Linked DNA regions of Mus musculus: region 1 is linked to region 2. The links are chromatin contacts, called in public HiChIP or PLAC-seq maps. All regions are on one chromosome and are shown on one strand. The core of a region is the stretch at or near the end of the contact, and the rest is flanking DNA. Distances in the headings are between cores, read along the strand shown. Region 1 holds the start of Plxna4os1 (plexin A4, opposite strand 1). Region 2 holds the start of Podxl (podocalyxin-like).

What was found. HiChIP or PLAC-seq counts read pairs in DNA pulled down with a chosen protein or histone mark.
Region 1: a FOXA1 HiChIP or PLAC-seq map of pancreatic cancer cells shows a contact between it and region 2. The contact joins the promoter of Plxna4os1 here to the promoter of Podxl in region 2. A contact is called at or near these places in 3 of 39 promoter capture datasets (hippocampal neurons, liver and stem cell-derived epiblast-like cells) and 2 of 115 datasets of contacts at active chromatin or transcription factors (embryonic forebrain and pancreatic cancer cells).

The regions. Positions count from the first base shown.
Region 1 is chr6:32,508,053-32,512,876 of GRCm38.p6, reverse strand. It overlaps Plxna4os1 (plexin A4, opposite strand 1), which reads right to left and starts at 1,736. Exons shown (of 2, transcript NR_040277.1): 1 at 1,432-1,736. All of the region lies in intron 2 of Plxna4 (plexin A4), which reads left to right.
Region 2 is chr6:31,561,632-31,566,330 of GRCm38.p6, reverse strand. It overlaps Podxl (podocalyxin-like), which reads left to right and starts at 2,394. Exons shown (of 8, transcript NM_013723.3): 1 at 2,394-2,752. The coding sequence starts at 2,683.

The DNA.
Region 1 (4,824 bases), core at 487-2,986, 950 kb before region 2:
ACAATGCTCAGAAGATCTCATTGAGAGCCTAGGCATAAGAGAGCTAGAAAGATATGGCTGGGGTCTTAGGTTGTGCTGGGACTCAAGGAGTCTAACCTGAGGCCAATTTGTTAGGAAGGCATCTAGGAGGGTTAACCAATTTGATTTAATTTGTATTTCTGTAGCTTCTCACCACTGATCCTGGCTCTGGCCCCCTTTGTAGCCTACTTCAAAGGGTCTCTGCAAATCTCTGCTTATAGAGCACACACCTCTAAGGCTATGGGACCGAGAATCTACCTTTTCTGTCTTATGCTAGGACTCTGTGATGGCCAGCCTTTCCCACAGAAACTTGACAGTTCTAATATGAAATAGACAGCCCACTTTGGGGAGGACATTGTTGCGAGCTAAGGGTCTGTGTCCTTCATGAGTCTAGGGGTTGTCCTAGACGTGGCTCCCTACATTCTTCTCCCTCTTTAGTTTGCTGAGTTCCCTTATAGAGCCCTAGCCTCTGGCTCCAAGTAAGTCAAGGAGTAGAGAAAACATCTTAAATCCTGGGAATGTTTTAGGCAACTAGGCAACAGACTGGCCAAGATCAAGGAAAGACCTCAGTCTCCAGGAATGTGAAAGGGAAGTGGATCACTACACCCTGTAGATGGGACAAAGGTTGTAGTCAAGGGAGTGTCTATCACTCCATTTCCTGAAGTCTGAGTTTGAAACCAGCTGAGAAGCACCCGGCAGGACCAGTCTAGGGCTGATAGTGGGAAGCAGACACAGAGTGGATACAGACCACTTCCTCTTCTCTGTGAGTTTTGACCTCAGAGTGACCTTCTGCTAGGAAAAAAAAAAACCCAAAACCAAAAAACCCAAACCCAACCCAACCCAACCCAACCCAAACCAAACAAACAACAAACAAGTGGGTCCATGGGGCAGGGACTCTTACTTTGAATCATCACCAGTCACCTATCAGGCCCTCATACTGGGGGTAGACGGTGAGGACCACCACAGCTTTGCATAGCCCTGCCCTGCCAGTGTGCAATGTGCTTCATGCCCCTCTTTCATTGTTCCCAGAGTCCTACAGAGCAACAGAATAGTCAGGCTCCAATCCCCAAGGGCATAGAGGGACAGAGAGTCAAGCACTGAGGTTAGTATTATGTAATTAATGCTAAGTATGTTCTACAGTCTAGAGCATACTGTGTGTCTGAATCTCAAGCCCACTACTTCTCCCATAGCATGTCTCAGTGCAAGGCCAGTAGAACTTGTCTGGGTTGGCAAGGTTCCTGTGCAAGGACCATCTAGGAATGTGTGGTCCTAGACACTGAGTATTGGGTACAAATGGGACTCTCCAAGTTAATGCAGTCTGCAAACTTCTCCCAAGATTCCAGAGGCCTTTCTGGAAGAACTATGGCTGGGCCAAGCTCCCATATGACTTGAAGGTTTACCCACTGGCCTTACCAGTTCCATGGGGGTCCCAGAGGTACAAGAACAAGCTTCATTTTCACTTTCTGCCCAACAGCATACACCGTTGATATGAAGGAGGACTCCATCCCTACATGCTGTGTGATTCAACTGATTCCCAGACACAGCAGGTAGTCCTAGGAAGTAGGCAGGGTTATCCCCTTGCACTCATGCTGGCCTTGTGTCCCAGCATAGCTGGTCACTCAGGTTTGCCTGGCGCCTGAGATCCTGAACCCCGTGAAAACGAGCATCCGGAATAGCCAGGCAGCTGTCCCAGGCCAGCCTCAGCCGGTCTGCTTGTGCTGTTTTCGTTTCTCTGTCAGCAGGAAGCTGGACTCTGACTACATGGGTTTGTTTCCTGTTATGGTGAGAGGCAAGGGTTCCTCTCTTTGCTTGGCACTCACACTCCCTTGGTCCAGGAACTCCTCCTCTTCCACACCCTGCCCCCCTTCTCATTCCAACCAATCTTGTCAACACTACAAACCACTAAACAAGTTCGTGAAATAGGTACACATTGCAAGCCCTCACTCCTTGTAAGCCCTTTGAGTACACAATTTCCTTATTTAAACTTCAAATGCCAGTGGTAAGGCAACCCCAAGACAGAAGTTCCCTCCCTGCCCACCCCCATGTCTCCCCACAATGTAGCTCCAGTACTAGGCATCCAGGTCTAAAGGCATTCTTGGTCAGGAGGAATTGCAGTAGAAGTCCCATCTGGATCTTTTGAGGTCATGTGATGATGGCCAAGTCCTGGGGGATGAGCTAGATCTGGTGGGAGGAAGTCCAAGGTTGGCGTATGGTGTTCTCCCAAGATGCCACTTGGGAGGCCAGCAGGTCAGTGTGTGTGTGTGTATTGGGGGGGGGGGACCCAAGAATCACACAAATTTTAAAACAGACACATTCAAGAGACTCAGTCTATAAGTTTCTGAGCTATGACTTAAGGACATGGATCCTCACCCTGCTGAGACATTACTTTGCAGGTTCGGCACAATGTCATGCACACTGGTAAATATGCCCGCATGTGCACACAACTTCCGTGTGTCCATCTCCCCTCTTGTTGCTTCTCCTTGTCTTGCTCTAAACCACTATCTTCATGTTTCATCACCTCTGTTTTATCTTTGTGGCTTCTTTCCTCTCCTGCTCACACAGGACCCTCAGCCATGAACACGGTGATATTTCTCTCTCATACGTATACAAGTGTGTATGTGTATTTGTACACATGAGACTCATTCAGTGGGCATAGCACAGACTGAAATGGGATGTTGGACATCTTATCCATCAACACATGAATGTACCTCACCAATCACCCCAGATGTAGAGTTCCCTTTAATTCATTTCATCTACACAGGGTGGTATCTTGGCAAGGATGCTGGCCAGGGAGTCCTGACCTTTGGGCCTCAGCCAGCACCTGCTCATGAACTATCAAAAGGCCAGTAAACAGTTCCCCTTCTGCTCTAATTTTATGCTAAGGAAGGAGTTGGTGAGACAGTATATATTCCATAAAAAGCAAAAAAGAAACACACCGATGTTATTAGAAAGTAAGGGAAGGCCCTTAGAACCCCTTGATGAATGCAAATGATCCCAACCCCACCCTGCACCCCCACTTCTGGTTATACTGTCCCCGTGGTTTATTGATGGATTTACACCATCATTATCTTCTTTGGAGAGGTTTGGACTGTATATAACTGAGGTTGCATTCGGTGTCTTAGTCCCTAGGATGTGCTTGTTTGCTGGCCTGTCTTCCTTTCTCTATGCACACGTGATGGGGGCTCAGACACTGTGCCAGGAAAAGACATCTTTTAAGCTACACTCTTTGCTTTGCCTCTCCAGTGTCCTTTAATTTTGTAAGGCTGAAGGGAATGATCACACATCCACACACTGGCAACTGCTCTCATTTCGTTAACAAAGTTAGAGAAGGAAGAGACAACCAAGGGCACTTTCCTCATTCTATCTGTCCATTTAGGTCCTTCTCCCTAGTGAGTCTGGCCCCCTATGCTGTCCACAGACACACATCGGCATCCCTGAGAGCAAAGAAAACCAGTATCGTTCTCCGTGTCATTACTATGTCTCTGTCAGTGTTCCAAAATATAATGGGATCTGTTCTCCTGATTTATCCTGCATGCAGGCGACATTACCCAGACACACAGGCCGGAGGAGCAAGAGAGGAAGATACACGGCAACATGAGTGGAGCTAATAAAATTTATCCCCACTAACAAGGGAATGACCTACCCCATAATTCAGCCTGGTGAGCAGGGCCACTGCTTCCCTGTACCCGCCAGGAAACACACAAACTTAATCATCGTGGCAATCCTCACCTCAATTATAGTTCGAATGGTGGCTGTGGCTGCCTGCCTTAAACTCTGGGAGGGGGAGCAAGAGCTGGGATGGATGGGTGGTTTTGTATGGGATTTATCTGCCCCTGACAGGCAGCTGCTAGGGGCGGGTAAAGCTAAGGTCTAGAAGGGGATGGAAGCTTCCTGGTGGAGTTTGGCTGGTACTGCCCACAAGGCTGAGAAACTTCTCTGGGAGTCCCCAGGGGTCCGGTCGTTGGGGGGGGGGGGAGAGGCCACTAGATTTGCTCCCAGCCTAGTTGCCACCTGCAGAGATCTGACTCTCTTGCCAAGCTGGTTCATAGCTGTGGCCTGTGCAGACCTCCATTGTGCCATTCCCTGGCTACTTATTAGAGGGAGGAACTTGGGGTCCTCAGCAGCTGGGCTAATGAGGAGAAGGTCATGGGTCCAGCCCCCAGGTTCCTGACTGAGCTGCTCTCTGGTGGTGCTGCTCAGCAACCCTTTGGAGGGGACATGGCAAACACTTGATGTTGGCTATGGCCTGGCTTGCAGAAAGCATGTCAGGGTTACTGCCCCTCTCTTGGGAATATATTAGAAATTAGTAGTCATGCTACCCTATTAGAAGACTAGCTTGTTATCATGACTATCAAAAGACTCCTCGGATGCCCGATGACATTGGGCCACAGTTTGGTACCCAAAGATACCGAGGTTTCAACATTAGTATAAAAAGAAACCTTTGCTTTCTTTGGTTGCCTTGGTTTGTGGCTTCCATTGCTCCATAGGTACAGAAGTAGAATAATTAAGCTTTGGAAGCTGCCCCTACTCCCCACGGAGCTTCTGGGACACAATTGGCCTTCTTCTGCCCTGATATTTAGCCCCTCCCATCCTTTATGAGATTCCTGAAAGCAGGGCTCTTGATTCTTGGGAACCTTGGCTACAATTTGTTGGGTTGTTTTTCCAGCCCCCAGACACTTTGCACTGAATCCTTTCAATAACATATTTGTCTAACTAGGTTACTGTGGCTGTGTCTTGCTGCCTCTCCCTCCATTCCTCTGTACACATTCATTTTCCCTACAGTTCCATTAAAAAAGGACACAATAA
Region 2 (4,699 bases), core at 1,145-3,644:
TAAAATCTACTAAGGGGATGGATGGTCTGGAGTATAGTTCAATGATAGATTGCTTGCTTAGCATGCACATGGCCTTGGGTTTGGTCACACACACACACACACACACACACCACACACACACACACACACACACACACACACACAGAGAGAGAGAGAGAGAGAGAGAGAGAGAGAGAGAGAGAGAATGTGTACTGAATTCCAGAAGTATGGTGGACTAGCATCAGTAAAGGGCACTGCATTGCAGCTACAATCTTGTGTTCCAGGCCAGCAAGCTCACTGTGCAGATGAACCAGGGCTTCAGTCCAGCTGAGAAGAGCACTTTCTGTTGGCCTCATTCTGGAAGTAAATTGGGGGGTCCTGTCAGTACTGGAGATTGGGAACCACAATTCTGACTTTGCAGTTTTTACTGCAAAAAGTACCCCACTTCCTAAGTCTAGATATTTGCTGTCATTTTTAACTATGTGTGATCTAATAGTGGGGCCAATCTGAAATCATGTGAATGTAAAATGTCCCAGACTTTATCCACGAATTTAGTATTGATTGTTTTTGAGTTTGTATAGATTCGCTGAGTGAAAGGCATGATTCATCGGAGAGCATACAATTCATCGGAGAGCATACAAAACAAAAATTTCAACCTCAGTTTTGAAAAAGTGTTGCTTGGTTTGAGAAGCAAGCCTTTTGTTGGCACTACTGTCGAGGAGAACAGTGCTAAAAAAAAAAAAAAAAAAAAAAAAAAAGACCATCAGACACACATAAACACACACACCGGCGTATTCACAGGGAACACCCTCTGTCTTTCCCATACGCGGCGTGGAATACCATGCCAGAACGATCATGCAGAAACTTCCTAGTAAAGACAGCCTGGAAGCTCTTCTCAAACTTGAGGCCCGCTGCAAGGACGCCCCAACCCTACTCTTCCTAAGCGGTTTCACGATGAGCCTGCGCATAGCCCACTTGAGAGATTCATAAGGTCCACGGTCCTTGGGATCCGGGAACAATCTCTCCACTTAGGCTCATCTGACAGAAAGACTCCGGATTAGCAACCCAGGAGTCATGTGTGACAAATTTTCACCATATCCTTTCCGTGTCAGCCTCCCCTCCCCCTTCAGCTTTGTATCCCGAGATGAGAGTGCCACCTCTGCAGGGGACTCCACTGAGTCTGCAGCCCGCAAAGCCTCCCCGCCTCCCCAAACGAATAGGATGCGAGCTTCTTTGTCCTTTCACAGAGTAAACTCGGGTTTATGAGATTCTCCATTTATGAGATTCTCCAATTCCGATCTCCCACCTCAGGTCTATGGGTTTCTCACGAGCGAAAGCTGCTTCTTTCATTAAGGCTGTTCAAGGTTCTGGCCCTACGCTAAGTGCGTCTCCCAAGCAAGTGTCTCAGCAGCTGTTGGAAGTGTTGTTAGCCTTGTTCTTCGTATGTAAAGAATCAAAGCACTCAGAGTGAGTTAGCCCAACTAGGTTTTGAGCCCAGGTTGGATTTGACGCCGAGGCCCTTAAATCTCCATTGCTGCTTTTTATTCAGCAATATTATTTCTTATGGCTCAATTACAGTATTACGGGCTCTGTGCAAAGTATTTTTCCAGATTAATCTCAGAAGTAAGGCTGCTATTTACCACCTAAGGGATCTTAAACAACTTTTTAAACTATTTTTTTAACTCTATTTTTCTGTCTGCAAAACGAGGCTTAAAAATGTGACTGCCGTGAAGAGCAAGCGAATTAATACGTGCAAAGCACTTAGAACACAGACGCGCACGAATTAAGCGCTGAAATTTTTGCCTTAAAAGAGTCGCATCCATTTGTACATCGGTGGGAGAGGTTAAAAACAAAAACAAAAACAAAAACAAAAACAAAAACCCGTCCAGATGGTACGGGGCTCATCCCGGAGGACAGACTTGGGGACTGCACGAGATCCAGGCACCTGCTGGGCAGGGGACCTGCTTCCCTTGTTCTGCCGCAGGAAGGCGCTGAGGTCTGGGGGCCTGGAAGGGTCGGTTCTTATCGGAACTTCCAGACTGGGGGGGCCTGTGCCTGCGTTGTAAGGGCGGTAGCATTATGGAGGATCCGGGCTGATCCCCTGCAAAAGCAATGTGTAGGACATCCGCGGCATGGATTGATTGTCTGACAGGGTCCCTGGCGCGCGCGCAGGCAAGTATACACAGCGTGAGCACAGATTCACAGGCACACACACACACACACACACACACACACACACACACACACACACACACTCACTCACACACGCACTGCCCGGGACCGCCAGCCCCTGCTCCCCCGCCCGCCGCGCTCCAGGGCGGAGTTTCCTCCTCTGCTTATTGTTCGCAGCCCAGCGCCCGCCCAGCCGCCGCCCCGCCCGACCCCGCCGCCGCTGTGGGCGAGCTCCTGGGGGAGGGGGCGGAGGCCAGCGCGGACGGGACGGGGCGGGAGTCTTCGCAGCAACGTGCGCGGGGCCGCAGCGGCGCAGACACCGCCCGGGCCGCAGACACCTTCGCTCGTCGCTGCTGGCTCCGTGTCCCAGCCCAGCTCTGCGGTAGGCAGGAGGAGCGGCCGGATCGCGACTCCGGAGTTCGCGGCCGTCGCCAGGCCTCCCGGAGCGGCGCCGACGCTCCCGCTGTCCGGACGCGCGACCCTGCGCCAGCGCCGCAGCCACCTGCTCGGAGTCCCCGGGCGAGCACAACCATGCCTCCCACTACGGCGCTCTCCGCGCTGCTGCTGCTGCTACTGTCGCCTGCATCTCACTCCCATAATGGTGAGTGGACAGCCGCGGCTCTGCCGGGACCCCTGGTCATTCCCCTCCGCCCCAAGCCTGGTGGGGCTCCTGGGAAGCCGGCTGCACCGCGTGGTCGGACCGCTTGCAGCCTCTCCCGCGTGGCCGCACGCAGAGTCCTGACCTTGGCACCATCCACGCCCCCTCCAAATTGGAGAACCCCGCAGGTGCGGGGCCAGATCGTGGATTTATTCCTAGTCTTCACTGGTGTAGAGTGAGCCGGAGGTTGTGAGATTGTAAAGGGGGCACTTGGTGGGTTCGCTGGAGATGGGGGGGAAACTTTGGGTTGTGGGGAGGTCCCAGATTCCCGCATGACCACCAGAATGCGATTTCTCTTTCTCGTGTTTGGGGCTACTAGGGGACCGTATTGGGAGGTCGTTGAAACTAAGCAAAGCCGCGGGCAGGGACCACAAGAAGGAGCCCCTGAAACTGACCTCAAATCCCTAAATGCCCACGCGTGTAGCGTACTTCTTGTGCAAGCGCTTTTTCTTAAGCTTGTCCCGGGACGGGTGGAATAAGCGCTCCTTCCAGGGTCCCAGAGCCTGGTTCAGTGGGGTCCTTGCCTTCATGTTGCCAAAGGACCGGATTCTTTCTCAGAGCATGGCCAGGATGGTGGGCCCCTCCCACCCCTTTGTGTAAACAAGAAATTTCTTTCACAAATGAGGTTTGAGTTGTGTCTTAGTAATACCTCGGGCACCCATCTCCCATCAGACCCAGCTTGGAGACGATCCCACTACCTTCTTTCTGAAGGTGGAATGTTACTTTCTGTTTGAGAGGTCAGGCAGTGTCTGCAAACATAACCAGAGCAGGTGTCCCAAAGTCCCTGCCAAACAGCTGAGAGACTCAGCCCAGGAGAGAGAGGCAGGTTTCATAAACGGAGTAGCCTATCTTGAGCAGGTAGCTGCAGGGAGAAAGTAGCGAAGGGAGGCTTTCCAGAGTCGGAAGTACAGTGGTGACCGCCCAAGCGGGGAAGGGACTCTGCTGCTGTGGGAGTTAGTGTTGGGGGAACAGGATTCTGCAGAACAATGAGAGATGAGATGGTAGGGTGGCGAGGGCTGGTCCTCAGGGAATGGAGGTTTAAACCTCCGGAGGGTGGCCTGGGACTCCAACGGGACCTGGAAGGGAAGAGTACTCCCATTGGGGGAAGGGCCTGTGCTCCTTGAGGAGGGGTGCAGTTCGAGGAAGATGGGAAGAGCTTGGAGGGCCACAGTCTAACAAGGACCGACAAGTCTGTAGAGTGCCCTGGCAACTTCATGGTCTTCACATGCAGTCTTTTGGAGGGGGAGCCCCTAGTACCATTCAAAAGCCAGATGAGCTAGTTAGTCCACAGTGATTCCAATCTTATAGAAGCCAAGCTTGGAGAAGATACAGGCTAAAGGGAGATCCCTGGAAGCCATCAGTGAACTGCTCCCAACCGGGTCCCTGGACATCAAGGTTGGGCTTCTTCTTCTTCTTCTTCTTCTTTTTTTTTTTTTTTTTTTTTTTTTTTTTTGGCCTTTTTGAGATAGGGTTTCTCTGTATAGTCTTGGCTGTCCTGGAACTCACTTTGTAGACCAGGGTGGCCTCAAACTCAGAAATCCGCCTGCCTCTGCCTCCTGAGTGCTGGGATTAAAGGCGTGCACCACCACGCCCCGGCAAGGTTGGGTTTCTTGTCTGGCACCTGACAACTGCCTAGGAATGATGCCTGCTGAGGGGCCCTGTCCAGACTCTACCACAGGGACAGCTCATAGTCAGAGATCAATATGCTCGAACAAATGTGTCCAGAAACCTGGCCTTGTTCCAAACAGCAAGTCTCTTAGCACCACTGAGCCCTGGATACCGAAATCCTGAAATGTCATTTTCACAGTATGTGGCAATATAGAGACGTTCTTTGACAGTGTTTGGTGGCGAGGAGGAATGGTTACACTGATGACGAGGACAGCAAATTGA